Linked DNA regions of Mus musculus: regions 1, 3 and 4 are each linked to region 2. A link is a contact called in public Hi-C data. All regions are on one chromosome and are shown on one strand. Each heading gives the region's core, a stretch centred on a gene start, on an enhancer-like site or on the middle of the called end of the contact. The rest is flanking DNA. Distances are from core to core; before and after follow the strand shown. Region 1 overlaps 4930467D21Rik (RIKEN cDNA 4930467D21 gene). Region 2 has its middle 41 kb from the start of Gm34029. Region 3 has its middle 28 kb from the start of Naa11. Region 4 overlaps 4930467D21Rik (RIKEN cDNA 4930467D21 gene).

Evidence for each region. Hi-C and Micro-C count contacts between places; a contact is called where the count stands out from the background.
Region 1: a Hi-C map of cerebellum shows a contact between it and region 2, with 2.9 times the contacts expected there. The contact joins two enhancer-like sites. A contact is called at or near these places in 2 of 484 Hi-C or Micro-C datasets (cerebellar granule neurons and cerebellum).
Region 3: a Hi-C map of cerebellum shows a contact between it and region 2, with 3 times the contacts expected there. The contact joins two enhancer-like sites. A contact is called at or near these places in 1 of 15 datasets of contacts at CTCF or cohesin (pro-B cells), 6 of 484 Hi-C or Micro-C datasets (cardiomyocytes, cerebellar granule neurons, cerebellum and 2 more) and 1 of 115 datasets of contacts at active chromatin or transcription factors (large pre-B cells).
Region 4: a contact with region 2 is called in a Hi-C map of cerebellum, with 3 times the contacts expected there. The contact joins two enhancer-like sites. A contact is called at or near these places in 2 of 39 promoter capture datasets (liver and trophoblast stem cells), 3 of 484 Hi-C or Micro-C datasets (cerebellar granule neurons and cerebellum) and 2 of 9 other capture datasets (adipose tissue and liver).

Annotation. Positions count from the first base shown.
Region 1 is chr5:97,413,954-97,417,539 of GRCm38.p6, forward strand. All of the region lies in intron 2 of 4930467D21Rik (RIKEN cDNA 4930467D21 gene), which reads left to right. Among named protein-coding and RNA genes, the nearest start is that of 4930467D21Rik, 23 kb to the left of the region's middle. Within about 2 kb of position 2,263, at least 27 of the 459 cell types and tissues checked have an H3K27ac peak or open chromatin away from gene starts, as enhancers often do. A contact at or near this core is called in cerebellum, where this site is marked.
Region 2 is chr5:97,594,171-97,597,243 of GRCm38.p6, forward strand. No RefSeq gene overlaps it. Among named protein-coding and RNA genes, the nearest start is that of Gm34029, 41 kb to the right of the region's middle. Within about 2 kb of position 1,266, at least 1 of the 459 cell types and tissues checked has an H3K27ac peak or open chromatin away from gene starts, as enhancers often do. A contact at or near this core is called in cerebellum, where this site is marked.
Region 3 is chr5:97,363,215-97,366,311 of GRCm38.p6, forward strand. No RefSeq gene overlaps it. Among named protein-coding and RNA genes, the nearest start is that of Naa11, 28 kb to the right of the region's middle. Within about 2 kb of position 1,672, at least 17 of the 459 cell types and tissues checked have an H3K27ac peak or open chromatin away from gene starts, as enhancers often do. A contact at or near this core is called in cerebellum, where this site is marked.
Region 4 is chr5:97,465,145-97,468,590 of GRCm38.p6, forward strand. The region is part of intron 3 of 4930467D21Rik (RIKEN cDNA 4930467D21 gene); the gene reads left to right. Among named protein-coding and RNA genes, the nearest start is that of Gk2, 9.8 kb to the left of the region's middle. Within about 2 kb of position 1,382, at least 4 of the 459 cell types and tissues checked have an H3K27ac peak or open chromatin away from gene starts, as enhancers often do. A contact at or near this core is called in cerebellum, where this site is marked.

The sequences.
Region 1 (3,586 bases), core at 1,013-3,512, 180 kb before region 2:
TTGCCATTGTGGAGTGCAATGCCATATGTTAAGATTCATATGACATATTACCTAAAAGTCATGAATTATTATACCGTCTCTTTACAGAGCTGTGATTAGAAATGTTTATGTAAATGTACCTCTAATGGGAAAAAGAAAAAGGTACCCAGGGTTGGGCAACAGTTTGCACGGTGGCATTGATCAAACTCCCTTGCTTAGTCAGAGTATTTCTCAGAAACAACCTAATCCTCTGTTGAAGAAAAACCAATACCGTTTTCTCTTTTTAAAACAGAGGCCCATTTTTCAGCCAGGAAGCTAGACTTGTTCAGAGCTCACAGACTTACCATGCAGGCCCAAGCTGGCCTTGACACTACAGCCATTCTCCTACCCCAGCTTCCTCGGTGCTAGGATTATAGGTGTAAGCCACCACTCCCAGGCCAACAGGATCTTTTCCTAAATGTACTAGATTTAGACTAGAGAGAACAGATGCGGGATCTCTTCAAAATAAGCCAGTAACTTACCCTGCAAAATAATAGAATCAAGAAAAAATGACTCAAAAGCTATCTAAAATGCCTTCTGTCCCACCTCAGGAATGGTGCCGCAGGACTTCAGTCCCAGCACTCAGGAGGCAGAGGCATGGCACCTAAGGCTGCATTTTGAGGCCCTGTTTTTTGTTTTTGTTTTGTTTTGTTTTTAAAAGCCTCTGTCTAAGAGAAAGTCAGCTATAGCAGAAGAACATGTCATGTAACCACAAAAATACGCCCGCTCGGTGTTAATTATATTTTCTTGCATAAATGTATTCGTATGTATGATTTACACATGCACACATACTCATGGTGTTTCTAGATGTAAGAGATTATACAGGTTTAAGTAGTAAACTTGGGGGGTTAGAAATATTAAATAGCATTTGGACTTTTGAGGATTTAGGGACTTCTCCATCTTTGAATTTCTTTATGTGAAAATAGATGAGTGCTTTGAGGTAGAAACTGGACTTGTATACCTTCAGCTACATTTTCTTAGCCTGGCCTTTTTACCTTGAAACATAAGTGAGAGATGTATGCATATAGGTTTCAGTAATCTGGGTAGAAGGAAAGTTTCCCTATGTTGCATTTTATATTCCATATTTTAAGCAATACACAATAAGTGTTTGTGTTGCTCTTACAGTATTTGAAACATTCATTTTTATTAATGTTTAATATTAAAAGAAAATACTAGTCTTGATGAGAAATAAAGATAAGTTGTTGAGGTCAAAATGCCTGTTGTACTCTTCTAAATATATCACATTTGTTACATACCATGACCATGAGGCAGTAGACAGGTTAGTCAGGATTGCTATTATAGAATCACTTGTAGGAGACATATTTCTATGCATTATCACAAATAATTGATTTTGTTAAGAATAATGAATGTGTGTGTGTGTGTGTGTGTGTTTCCAGAGACAGTGTCTCCCTGCTCTAGCTGACATGGAATATATCTGGTCAGGAACTTGCTTTATAGACCAGGCTGGTCTTGAACTCTGAGATTTCTTCATGCTCTATGTATGTGTAGATAGATAGATAGATAGATAGATAGATAGATAGATAGATAGATAGACATCTGGTCAGGAACTTGCTTTATAGACCAGGCTGGCCTTGAACTCTGAGATTTCTTCATGCTCTATGTATGTGTAGATAGATAGATAGATAGATAGATAGATAGATAGATAGATAGGTAGGTAGGTAGATAGGTAGATAGGTAGATAGGTAGATAGGTAGATAGATAGATAGATAGATAGATAGATAGATAGATAGATGCACACACACACACATTAATCCCCCGGTATATATGGCACTCAGTTTTTTGAGAAACTATATGAAAACAGGGATACATCTTAGTATGTACTCCTCCCATGAAATCCTACATGGATCCCTAGACCCATACTTGCTGCACTGTATTTTCTCAGCTCCAGTGGAGCAGAGCAAGTATCTAGCAAGCTCAGTGTCGCTGTGGGATCGGCCCCACGTGACTATGTGTGGGATCAGCATGATCGGCTGTCACTGGTTTCACTGACATCTGTCCCCACAGTGAGACAAGCTGCAACATGAATTATTGAAGACATACACATGCAGATCTGTGTCACGACTATGCCAAATAATACATTTTGCCACACTCTTGAGAGCTGAAAAGAGGCATGGTTGACATCATCCTTAACCCCTCTGACAATCTGCTACCACAGTACCGATTAAAATGAAACTCATGGCTATGGCACTCTGTGACAGGCTGCATCTCAGATACACATGAAAACACCCCACCCCTTAGAGAGCTTTTATCTTCCCCATTTTAGCAGCTATTTGCCACGTGCTTTGAATATGCTCACTTTAAAAAGTCTTTCTTGCACTAGATCATTAATATCCCATATTTAAATGATAAAAACAAATAATCGCATTTGTACAGTGACTTGAGTTTTGCAGTACAGTGTACATTATGTTATCTAGGAAGTCTCTGTAATTAGAGTATCTTGGAGCAGCTCATAAAATTACAAATATTTAGGTCAATAATATCTTTTTAAGTTGTGGCAGAGCTTAGACAATGTGCTTAATAGTCTTACTAGTTAGGAAGTATTTACTATTTAAGGATCTGTCTTTTGAATACTTTGTGCTGTATATATGAGCTGCCATAGAATAATGGCCCCCAATTCACTCCACTATGCATATAGGACCCAGTTATTTCTGGTGCAGGTATTCTTACATGTGTGTAAGAATATATCTGTATTAACACTTAGATGGCATATATTTAAACTCATATAGCAAATTACTTTTCTACTACTAATGGTGCCACGTTATAAATTTCCCAGATATAAGCTGTCTGGCCTTAAGGAAGCTGCTCACCCTCTCCCTGTCTCAGTTTTACCATTATGAGAGCATAACACGCTTGCCTATTAAGTGGCACTGCCTCATAGACAGAATGAAGCACTATTAGTTTGACAAATTCAGAGCTGGAGTGCCTGCTCCCTGTATCAGGCATTAACAGCAGCCAATAGCTGTTATAATGCCTTGTTTGCCTGTTACAGTGGCAAGGTCTCCTTGAAAAAAAACAAAGCAAGAAGATTTTTCTAGCACTGTTTCTCCCTTGCTATCCCCACCCCCACCCCCCACTTTTTCTTTTTAATTCTCACTTGGGGTCAGTCACATGGTGGCTGTGACTTTTAGAAATACATTTATGGTAAGGTGCTGGGAAGGAAGTTGAGCGACCCTTTCCTATGTACTCTCAAGATTCAGCACTTGTTGAGAATGGGCCAACTAGCTGCTTCAGTCCTGTGAGTTGTCTTTAAGATTTTGTTGTTGATAGTAAATGCCCGGGAGGTCAGAACCCTGCCCAGAGCAGTGGGAGTGTCTGTTTGGTGCCCTAGAGGATCTTCTTCAGAATGCATTCATTGCACAGCACAGGCAGGTCTCCTTGGACCCACCTTGCACCACCTTGTGGGGACAGGAAAGCGCAGAAGCTCATGCTCTGGCTCTTAGAGACTTTGTCTCTGACCAAGGAGTCTTAAGTCTACACAATCTACTGTGGTCTACCATGTAAGATTGCCAGTCCTGTGACATCTCAGACACTTCCTCTCTTAACAGAC
Region 2 (3,073 bases), core at 16-2,515:
TTGATCATGTCCTCGGGGTAATAAATAATTACTCTACTAACGTATTGCTCTGAAAGAAACTGACATGAAGTAGTTTCAAATTAACCACTGCTAATTGCATGCATTGTTTCCTACTTATTACTGCAATCTGATTAACATGCTACTGAGTAGAATTGGCAGCCAAGGTTCTTCCATGCTCTCTTAACTTCTTTTAGTTTTAAAACGTGGCTAGATGTGGAGTTTATACTGACTTAGAAGGTTAGAGCATCAGTGCAGAGGGAAACAGACCCACGGCGGTGAAATGAATGGGACCACTCCTATCGTTTATTTAATGTTTATGAGATTATGTTTAAAATAGGTGTCTGATTTAGACTTCAAATAGAAGAAGTATGCTTTATTATATTTATAATACTGTGTACATTAAAAATTCATTAGGGCCTTTTGTCACCAGTTTCCTTCAGTAACTCTCCTATATGAAAGAAGGGAGCCCCAACTCAGTGTAACACGCAGTTTGCTTATAAGACGAGGATGAGTTAATTTTGTCTTTCTATCCCTGAAGTTGCCACAAATATCCAAATTCCTGTAAGTTGGGACTCTGAAAAATGTTATATTTTGCTATTATGATAACAAATAATAGCATAATAAATATTATGATAATTATATTAATTATATCTAATTAGCACTATTAGTTAGCATCTCAAAATACTGGGATGATACAAAAGGAAAATGACATTGTTATGCCTATAACTGTAACCCCAGTGATGCTCTCATCACAGCCACTAAATTACTGTCCTTAGATTGCTTTATGAACGTTTGGTCTATGTAAGTACTTACACACATAATTGTATAAACAACACTGGCCATGCACCACATACATATATTGTTCTATGCACCTTACAGTGACCAGCTCATTCACTCTTAAACGTATCTGTACTAGAGGCCCAAATAGTAAGCAGTTGAGGAAACTGAGGTACAAAGAGTTAAGGAACATTTTCTCAGTGGTGGGATAGACAAGGTAGAGCAGTGCTCTCGGCCTTCCTAATGCTGTGACCCTTTCATACAGTTTCTCTTGCTATGGTGACCCCCAACCACACAGTTTTTTCCATTGCTAACTTATAACTGTCATTTCTCTACTGTTACAAATCCTAATGCAAATATCTGTGTTTTCCCATGATTTTACGTGACCCCTGTGAAAGGGTCATCTGACTGAAAAGGAGTTGTGACTCACAGGTTGAGAGTCACTGCCATAGAGTCTGTCTCCTCTAAAAGTCATGAGTTTTACCCAAGTACCATGCTGGGACAGCATATGTCCCTGGAATACATACACTCATTGTCTGTAGCAAGGTAAAATGTATTCATTGATGGGTGATTCTTAGGTCATCTTTAGCCCCTGTAAGTTGGTGTAAGATCGGTTTTTATAGCTGATAATACTCCACACTGATCTATTTATGAATAACCTGCTTTTTTCTATGCATCCGAGTCCTTGCCCTTTATCATGCAGGCTAAAATTTTCTCAACACCCACATCCCTGTAAGTCCCACAATCATATATAACTCTATCCTTCTCTTGACTTAGACTATACATGTCTTTTCAGAGCTGAGGCTAATGACTTCATGTTCGTATCTTGAAATCACCAAAGCAGAATTGTTTAGGGCATGAGAAACACAAACACCCATACCCCACCTCGTCTTCTATTCTACAGTACTCTCTATGATTCACTATTATCCTGTCCATGAATGAGCAGTTCCCCTGGACAGAGGGTTTCTTATACAGTTTTCTATATTATGGAGTCCCTGTTGCATTACAATGCCAATATTCATGGGTCTGAACCTTTCCTGGACCCAAAAGAGTAACCCACAGTGGTAGAATTTCAGCATCTGGGCAGCCTTGTAGCATATGGCCCACGAGCTTTCTCTTTCAATTCTGCATCCATGGCAGATATCACTAATCTGCCCTGACATGATGGAATTTGGCTTGAGCCCCAGAATCCTCATCAACAAAACAGTCTCTGATCTGGACAGCCCCTGCTGGTCTTGATATCGGAGGAGTTCAAATTATTTACTATACCTAGACTCAGAAATTCTTTTTCCTCCTTATGATAGATAGTCATAGGCTTCAAAATGAGGACCATATAGGGAAAATGACAAAAAATTAAATATCTGAGCTTAAGGTCTAGTTGTCATTCTACCTGATTTAACATAGTCACTATGCTATTTATATGTACATACATGTGTGTTCCTGAATGTATGTTTGTTCAGTTAGTTAATGAAATAAATATATTTGAAATCATTCAAATGTCAATATTCTTTAACTGATAATCGAGAGAAAGGAGCTTAGTTTTGACAAAAAAATGTTTAAAATTTTACAATTAGGATGTTATCTAGAGATAGAACAGTCTAGAAAATAAAATGCTGTGCACTCTTTTGCCCTTTACACTATTATGACTCTGATGTTTCAGGACGATTCCTCTAACTTTTGTTTAGCTTTGGTGCTGAAGGTTGAATGTGGACCCTTGGCCCGCTAAGCACTTTATCACTGGGCTGAAAGTACAGCCTCTAGAGAAGGTACAGGTTTGTTGGGCAGTTGAAAAAAGAGTATTGGAGATATATTGATTATAAAATTGAGTGGTTTGGGGTCTATGTGGAAGGGTTCATTGGCTCATTAACGCAGAGACAAGTGATTGGTGAGATTATGTGGCCAATTTATACACGAACAAACTGACTTACTAGCTACATATAAAACTGCCCGACCATGTGAAAATAACCTGTGTGCTTGCAATAGTTAAATAGTTCAAGGGTTCCCATAAAGCAGGGGAGGTTTACGGCAATATCTGAGGAAGGAGGGGAAGGCCTGAGGCGATTAGAGAAGGCGTGCAGGCACAATTCTCGATTAGGAATGAGCATAAGATGGGGACAGGTAGAAATAAAAGAAAGGAGCAGCACACTGTCAGAAAGGGCTCTGCAGAAAGGAACGACTTATTTACCGGACAGTGATGTCAGGTCGGGAGCATCTGCAGTAGGAAGCTGTGGTTATGAGGAGTGCGCAGGCGCACTAGATACGCGCTTTATGTAGATGTGCCTGCCAATTCAGTCTG
Region 3 (3,097 bases), core at 422-2,921, 230 kb before region 2:
CAAAATGTATTGCTGGATATACTTTCATTTTATTCTTGGGTATATGACCTGATACTCTGTACCAAAATGGTATTAATAAAATGCTAATGTAACATTTAAATCTCAAGAGAATTCACCGCGTATTATTTCAAAATTACTAGCCAATACTTATACTTTGCAAACAAAATAATTTGAATTTTTAAAAGACACAAACAGAAATACCAACATGAAAATGTCTATATACCTCATCTGCTGGTGTAAAGATGTTAGCATTTTGACATCTATATTTTCCTTTATGAAAATTTAAAAATGTAATACAATTTGTGTGGATTCCTTTTAATTTCACTATTTTTATGCCCTTCTTTTGTGTGTGTTGCACTAGAAACTGAATGCAAGGCATGCGGTATTCTTTGGCGATATTTTTAAGGTCTATGTAATGTTCCTCTTGATATTTCCCCGGGCATCCAAGTACTCTCACGTGGGATTGTCTTCCTTTGTTATCCGGCAGAAATGAGCCTAACCAGAGTGATTTTGGCCGTGCCCTTTGGGTGCATCTGGAGGGATGGAATTCAGATGGCTTTGATGGCTGTTCCAGAGGCATTCTCCACAAAGGTCATCCAGTTTATCCCTCGCACAGTGTCTGTTTTGCATTCCCTCTCAGTTGTGATGGTGAAGCTCGCTCTACCTCTGTTTATACGGGCATTAACCAAAGACAATTGAGAGAAGAATCTCTTGAAATGGTTTCAAAGGCAAAATAATTCTAGAGGTCAAGTTCAAAACTAAAATAAGCACGATTAATTAATGCCATGTTTTATGCCAAGTTAAAAACTAGTTGCTATTTACTGAGCATTGGTCATATGCTGATGGATAAGTTTGCAATGGTTTTGTGTGCTTGATGTCATTTAAAAAAATCCATACAATTATTCAACACGATACATTCAAATGCTCATTTCTTTTTTCTTTTTTAAAGATGAGAAACCTGTAGTTTAGACCGCTTAACAAAAATGCTCAGTGCTGTGCAAATAGTTGGTCGGGAGATGACATAGAATCCTGCAGTCTCATTCAAGCGATCACACTTCAGGGGTCGGAAGCTTGTGGTTCTGCAAACCTTGCACCCCGTGAGCAAGCACCAGGCTTGCAACCGCAGCCATTTATCCCGCGGTGCAGTGACTGGGTATTGTGATTGATAGCATCTTCCAGGATAAGCTATAGGGTTTTGCCACCTGGTCCTGGAGTAGTAAACAGTTGGTGTCTGGATCCTCAAACACTAGGAGTCAGAAGGGTTGTTGCTGGGTAGGCTGAGGAGACACCTACACCTTAGTGCTCAAGGCTCTTTGGGGGTAAACAGACCACAGACCACGTGCTGTCTTTCCTCCAAGAGGCCTTTCTCGGTTCCTTATTTTTTTGGGGGGGGTGTCATGATAATGGAAGCAGAGGAAAAAGGCTTCTGTCCCAGCTCATTCCTCTGGTGACACAGTTGTTGAGAGATCGGGGATGGGGAGAGGGAAATAAGATCTACTGTAGATAAATTTCAGATGCATATGTACAATACCGGGAGCATCAGGCAAACGATGAGCGCATGCTGTATTGAAACCTTGAGATGTGAAGTACAAACAACGTCCCTGAAGGACACAAAGAGTCCCAAGGAAGTGCTCAAATGCACGCTGAGCTTCTGCCCTGTTCATTTGAATCTCCTTCCTTCCCCATCACCTCCTTCTGCCCTCTGCTCATCAGCAGGCTAAAGAGAGGATACAGCTCACACTTGAGCTTGGGGCTTTTTGGCACAACACTTGATTGTCTCGGTTTCCTCTTGGCAGATTCAAATTGTTAGAGAAATGAAACTCGTTTGAAAACAGTAGGCCCTGGCATGTTTTCTCCTCGGCGGTGCCCAGGACTTCAGGAACAGTTGCGGATTGGCTACGTGGCATTTGTCTAGGGTGGGTTTGATCCTAGTCTCAGATCCCATATGGTCAGAAATAATCAGCTTTAAAGTTCTGCGCACTTGGAAATGGGAGGGTGGAGGTCAGAAGCAAACGGCTACAAATGGAGTCCACAGATTTTTAGAATGGAATTGAGATTTACAGAAGATGCGTGATTGAGAACAAGCATTCTCGTGTTTGCACGGCAATTGCATGAAAATGAAAAATGTCTACAGGACAATTTTATTATAAATGGAAAAGAAAGTAAAATGACAGCATTTCTAGTAGAATTAGTGCCAGTTCTATCATGGCATCCTCGTTTTGGGTTTGCTTTACAAGAGCATACATAGCACCCTAGAAAGAGCTTAGCAGATAAATAATATAATATACTTGGTGGTTCTGATGGAACAGGTTCTAATGGACATGTTTACAGTCATTTCAATTTGATTTTATCTGGGGTTATTTGAATTTTTATTTTATTTCTAATATATTTTAATAAAAATATAATTACATCATTTCCCTCCTTAGCTTTCCTCTTCCCCCTCCAATGTCTTTACCTCACTCCCTCTCCAAGTGATAACTTCTTTTTCTTTATTGTTTTACACACACACACACACACACACACACACACACACACACACACACTCACTCACTCACTCCTACAACCCAGTGAGTCTGATTTTGTTGTTTATGTGCACATAATTTGGGAGCTGACTTTTTTATTCTGGATAGCCAATTCGGAGCTCATCCCCGTGAGAGATGAATTCCCCCTCCCAGCAATCATTACTTGCCTGTACTTAGCTGTCTAGGGTGTGAACCTTGTGAGATCTTCATCTTTCTGCGTTAGTGTGGCTGCAGATATTGTCGTGGTTTAGATCTCACTTAGGTAACCTGTTCCGGGAGGCAGTCTCCCAGCATATTTCCTGCTTCCTTGGTCTTAGAATCTGTCTGTTCCTTCTTTCCCCTTGTTCTTTGAGCTTTAGGTACAGGAGATGTATTTTAGATGTATCCATTGGGGCTGGATATGCCAAGATCATTTTTCTCTCTACATTGTGCTCAGCTGAGTTTCTTTTGTAATGGTCTCCGTTTGCTACTTCTCTTTGATGAGAAGTCAGAGTTAAACTTATCTGTAGATATATGTTATAAATTCCCTGCTCCACCAGCCTGCCTTTCAGTAACTCAGGTGCAGTGCATATTTT
Region 4 (3,446 bases), core at 132-2,631, 130 kb before region 2:
AATGTTTCTACATGATGATTACAGTAGTGTGGTGATGAAGGTATTTCAATTTTTTGTGTGTTTTCTAATGTGCATAATAAAATGTTGGTGTGTGTGCTGCCATTCTGTCCCTATAACAAAATATCTGACCTAGTAATATTTAAACAGAAATTATTTAATTTGCCTAGGCTTTAGAGAGTCTAATCTGATTGGGCAAATCCATTGCTGTGGCTCTTATAGGATTCTGGATAACAATTTCGGGAGTGTATGACAGAGTAAACTGTCTCCCTTGGCCAAATAATGTAACCACCCCCCCTCCATTATTATATCACCAATGCCCTAAATACCTCCCACCAGGCTCTACCTCCTAAAAATCTACCTCTTCCTGTGGTACTGTGCTGTAAGCTCCATTTTATCCCATGAACCTTCAAAGGACAATTAACCTTAATACTATAGCAGCTGGGAAGCTAGAGTGCAAGGAAGAAGCTGATTCCCCGCCCTACTCCCCACCCCAGCAAAACATAATTAATGCAAATCCATTCCATGAAGCTTCCTGTGCTTGGACAATGGAGGGACACAAAGTCACTGAAAGATTCAGTGTAGAATAACTGAGTTAAAATTTTTCATTCCAATAAAAGTATCCAATCTAAATTGTTTTAATTAAGATACTTGCCCTTTTATTGTCGGCATTTTCTTTTGCTTTCTATAAATTCTGTAAATCTCAGAGGGCATGGGGGACAGCTGCCTTTTTTAACTGCTTGGCTCTTCACCACCATTTCAGATACCCAAGTGTACCAGTCCTTGATTTTATCACAAAAGTAAGACAATGTGACAGGTTAGAATTTACTAAAAGTTGGGACTCCTCTTAGTCTTGATATAAGTGTGTGGCTGGATGATAAGGGCTTTTGTTCATATTGTTTGTAGATCTGACTATTTCAGGCTGTGTCTTAACTGATACATCGTCACAGTTGGCAATCTTCAAAACACGGATGCATTTTTCTACATGCTGTTCCCAAATGTGCTGGACCAGCTGTTGAGAGCCATGCCATCCAATTGCCTGCAAGACCTCTTCTTGGACCACAAATCACCTCACACCCGCTCTCTCTTTGTTCTAATGAAGAATGGAAATTTTAAAACAAGCTACTGTGGTTTATTACTCCTGTTCTCTCTGCTAAGTGTGGGCCATGGGAGTCACTGAAATTCACATTTGGAAGACCCAACTTTCTAGATAAACATTCACGACCGGCCAGCCAATGAGCATAATATTCTGAGATCTAAAAGGAATTTTCTAAATAGCTGAATCTTGGAATTTTTTGAGTGTATCTGCTTGTGTGCACGCTCATGTTCTATGTCATCTTCCCAGTGAAAATTGCCCTGACACTGATCTCAATGTTAATGTATTCCTGTTTACATTTGACTTTGGAATATGTTACAGCTAATTATTACACAGGATGAAAGATCAGAGGCCTGAGTGAGGTGCTTGGGTTTATGAACAAAGGGAGCCCAATTCAGCATCTTGGCTGTGGGCCCAACGATTGTAATCACACATCTTGAAACTGGTAGGATCTTTGCATTTTATTTGTGCGGTTGTTTGTTTGTGTGCTTGTTTGTTTATTTGTTTTCACCCCTCGTTTTTTTTTAAAGGGGGTTGGGAAAGGGGTTAGGGGTTTGAAGGGGCTGAAATTTCCCCTTGAACATGATGTCAATATGTTGGCATGTCTCCTTTTATTAAGATGCCATCCAACTGATAACAAGTCCTGCTGTGTTTTACCAACATAAAAAATTAGACTGGAGACCGAAGAGCGGCAGGTGGCTTTTGGCACCAAGAAATAATCACACTTGATGTGGAAAGTAAAGTAAAAGGAGCCATCTGTTCACCACAGGAGGACGTGAAAAATCACATTAACATATTGTCACTAACATCATGAAATACACAGTTAATAATAAATTTAGTTATCAAGGCAAGTCGTATTTGATACTTGCTCTGAAAATGCAGAGTGTGGAAGATGCTCATTCTCGCCCACCCCGTGTTATTTATTTATTTATTTATTTAGGAACAAAAAAATCCAAGTTTGAAATGCTTCGGGGGGGGGAGAGAGAGAGAGAGAGAGAGAGAGAGAGAGAGAGAGAGAGAGAGAGAGAGAGAGAGAGAGAGAGAAAGAGGAAAAGCGTTCCGTTTTAAAGTCAAGCTGTGTGGTGCATTGTTGTTGACTGAGTAAAGTAGCCCCCCATGTGGATGGAATCAGTGCCATGTTACTCTAATAACTTCATACCTGGATGGGAACCCGGAGATTGGGTGGTATTTCTTACCGAAGAGATGGCGTGTCCCCCCTGAGAGATGCCCAGCTGGCAGAGAGCTGCCGGGAAGAGGCAGTGTCTGCTGTCTTTCTTTGATGGGCATTACCTTTAGTTGCAGTGTTCCTACAGAGGATTTTTCTGATGACTCTGGTGCTAGAAACCTGTGGGTAACCCCTGGGAGTTTGCATCTATGAAGGCAACGTGACAGGGAGGGTCCTTTTCACTTTATCCTGTGCATTCGATGCTCATGTACACCGATTAAATAAGGAAGCCGCAGATTTGGGGTGTCAAGATGAACCTGAAAGAAAACCCCACAACATTAACTGTGTTTAAACTCCTATGACAGTGGTTCTCAAACTTCCTAATGCTGTGACCCTTTAATGTTGTGGTGACCCCCATCATAAGATTATTCTGTTGCTACTTCATAACTGTAATTTTGCTATTGTTATCATTTGCAATGTAAATATCTGATATTCAAGATATCTGATATGCTACCACTATGAAAAGGGTCCATTGACTCCCAAAAGGGTCACGACCCAAGGGTTGAGAACCACTGGCCTGCAGTTTCCTGCACTTTCTAGTATCTAAGACATTTCTAGTATGCCTGTAAATGTGACTAACCCACATTATTGTTTCAACCTGAAGAACTATGCTCTAGTATGTTAGAAAGTGCCTTGTCATATACTAGACGGTTCTGATTAGTTTCTTGTTGGTTGCTGGTGTTTAGTCAGATATTTCGTGATTTTCTGAGAGCAGCAATATAATGATAACTTAAAAATATCTGTGTTCATCAAAGAACATTGGGATAACAATCAGAACTTTAGTTTCAGCCTTGATTTTAACTAGCTTTCTCATCTTTTGTGGATCAAATAATTCCTCTGATTATTTTATCCCCCATGAGTAAAGTTAACATAACCTTGAAGTGAACATCTTTTATTCAAAATGTGAAGATTTTAAGAGTATTGTCCAGTAACACTAGATCATTGATTTAAGTTAATGGAAGTGAAAGGATATTTAAGTAGCAATTGGTTTGGTGTTTACTTAAAGAAATGGGATTATTCTGGGATGTGGCATGTGAATTAGGATGCACAAGTTTCACCCAGGCAATGGGAGGCAGGTTAGGACAGCATATGGCACAAGCCTAATGTTTCGAGGGACTTTTCTTTGGT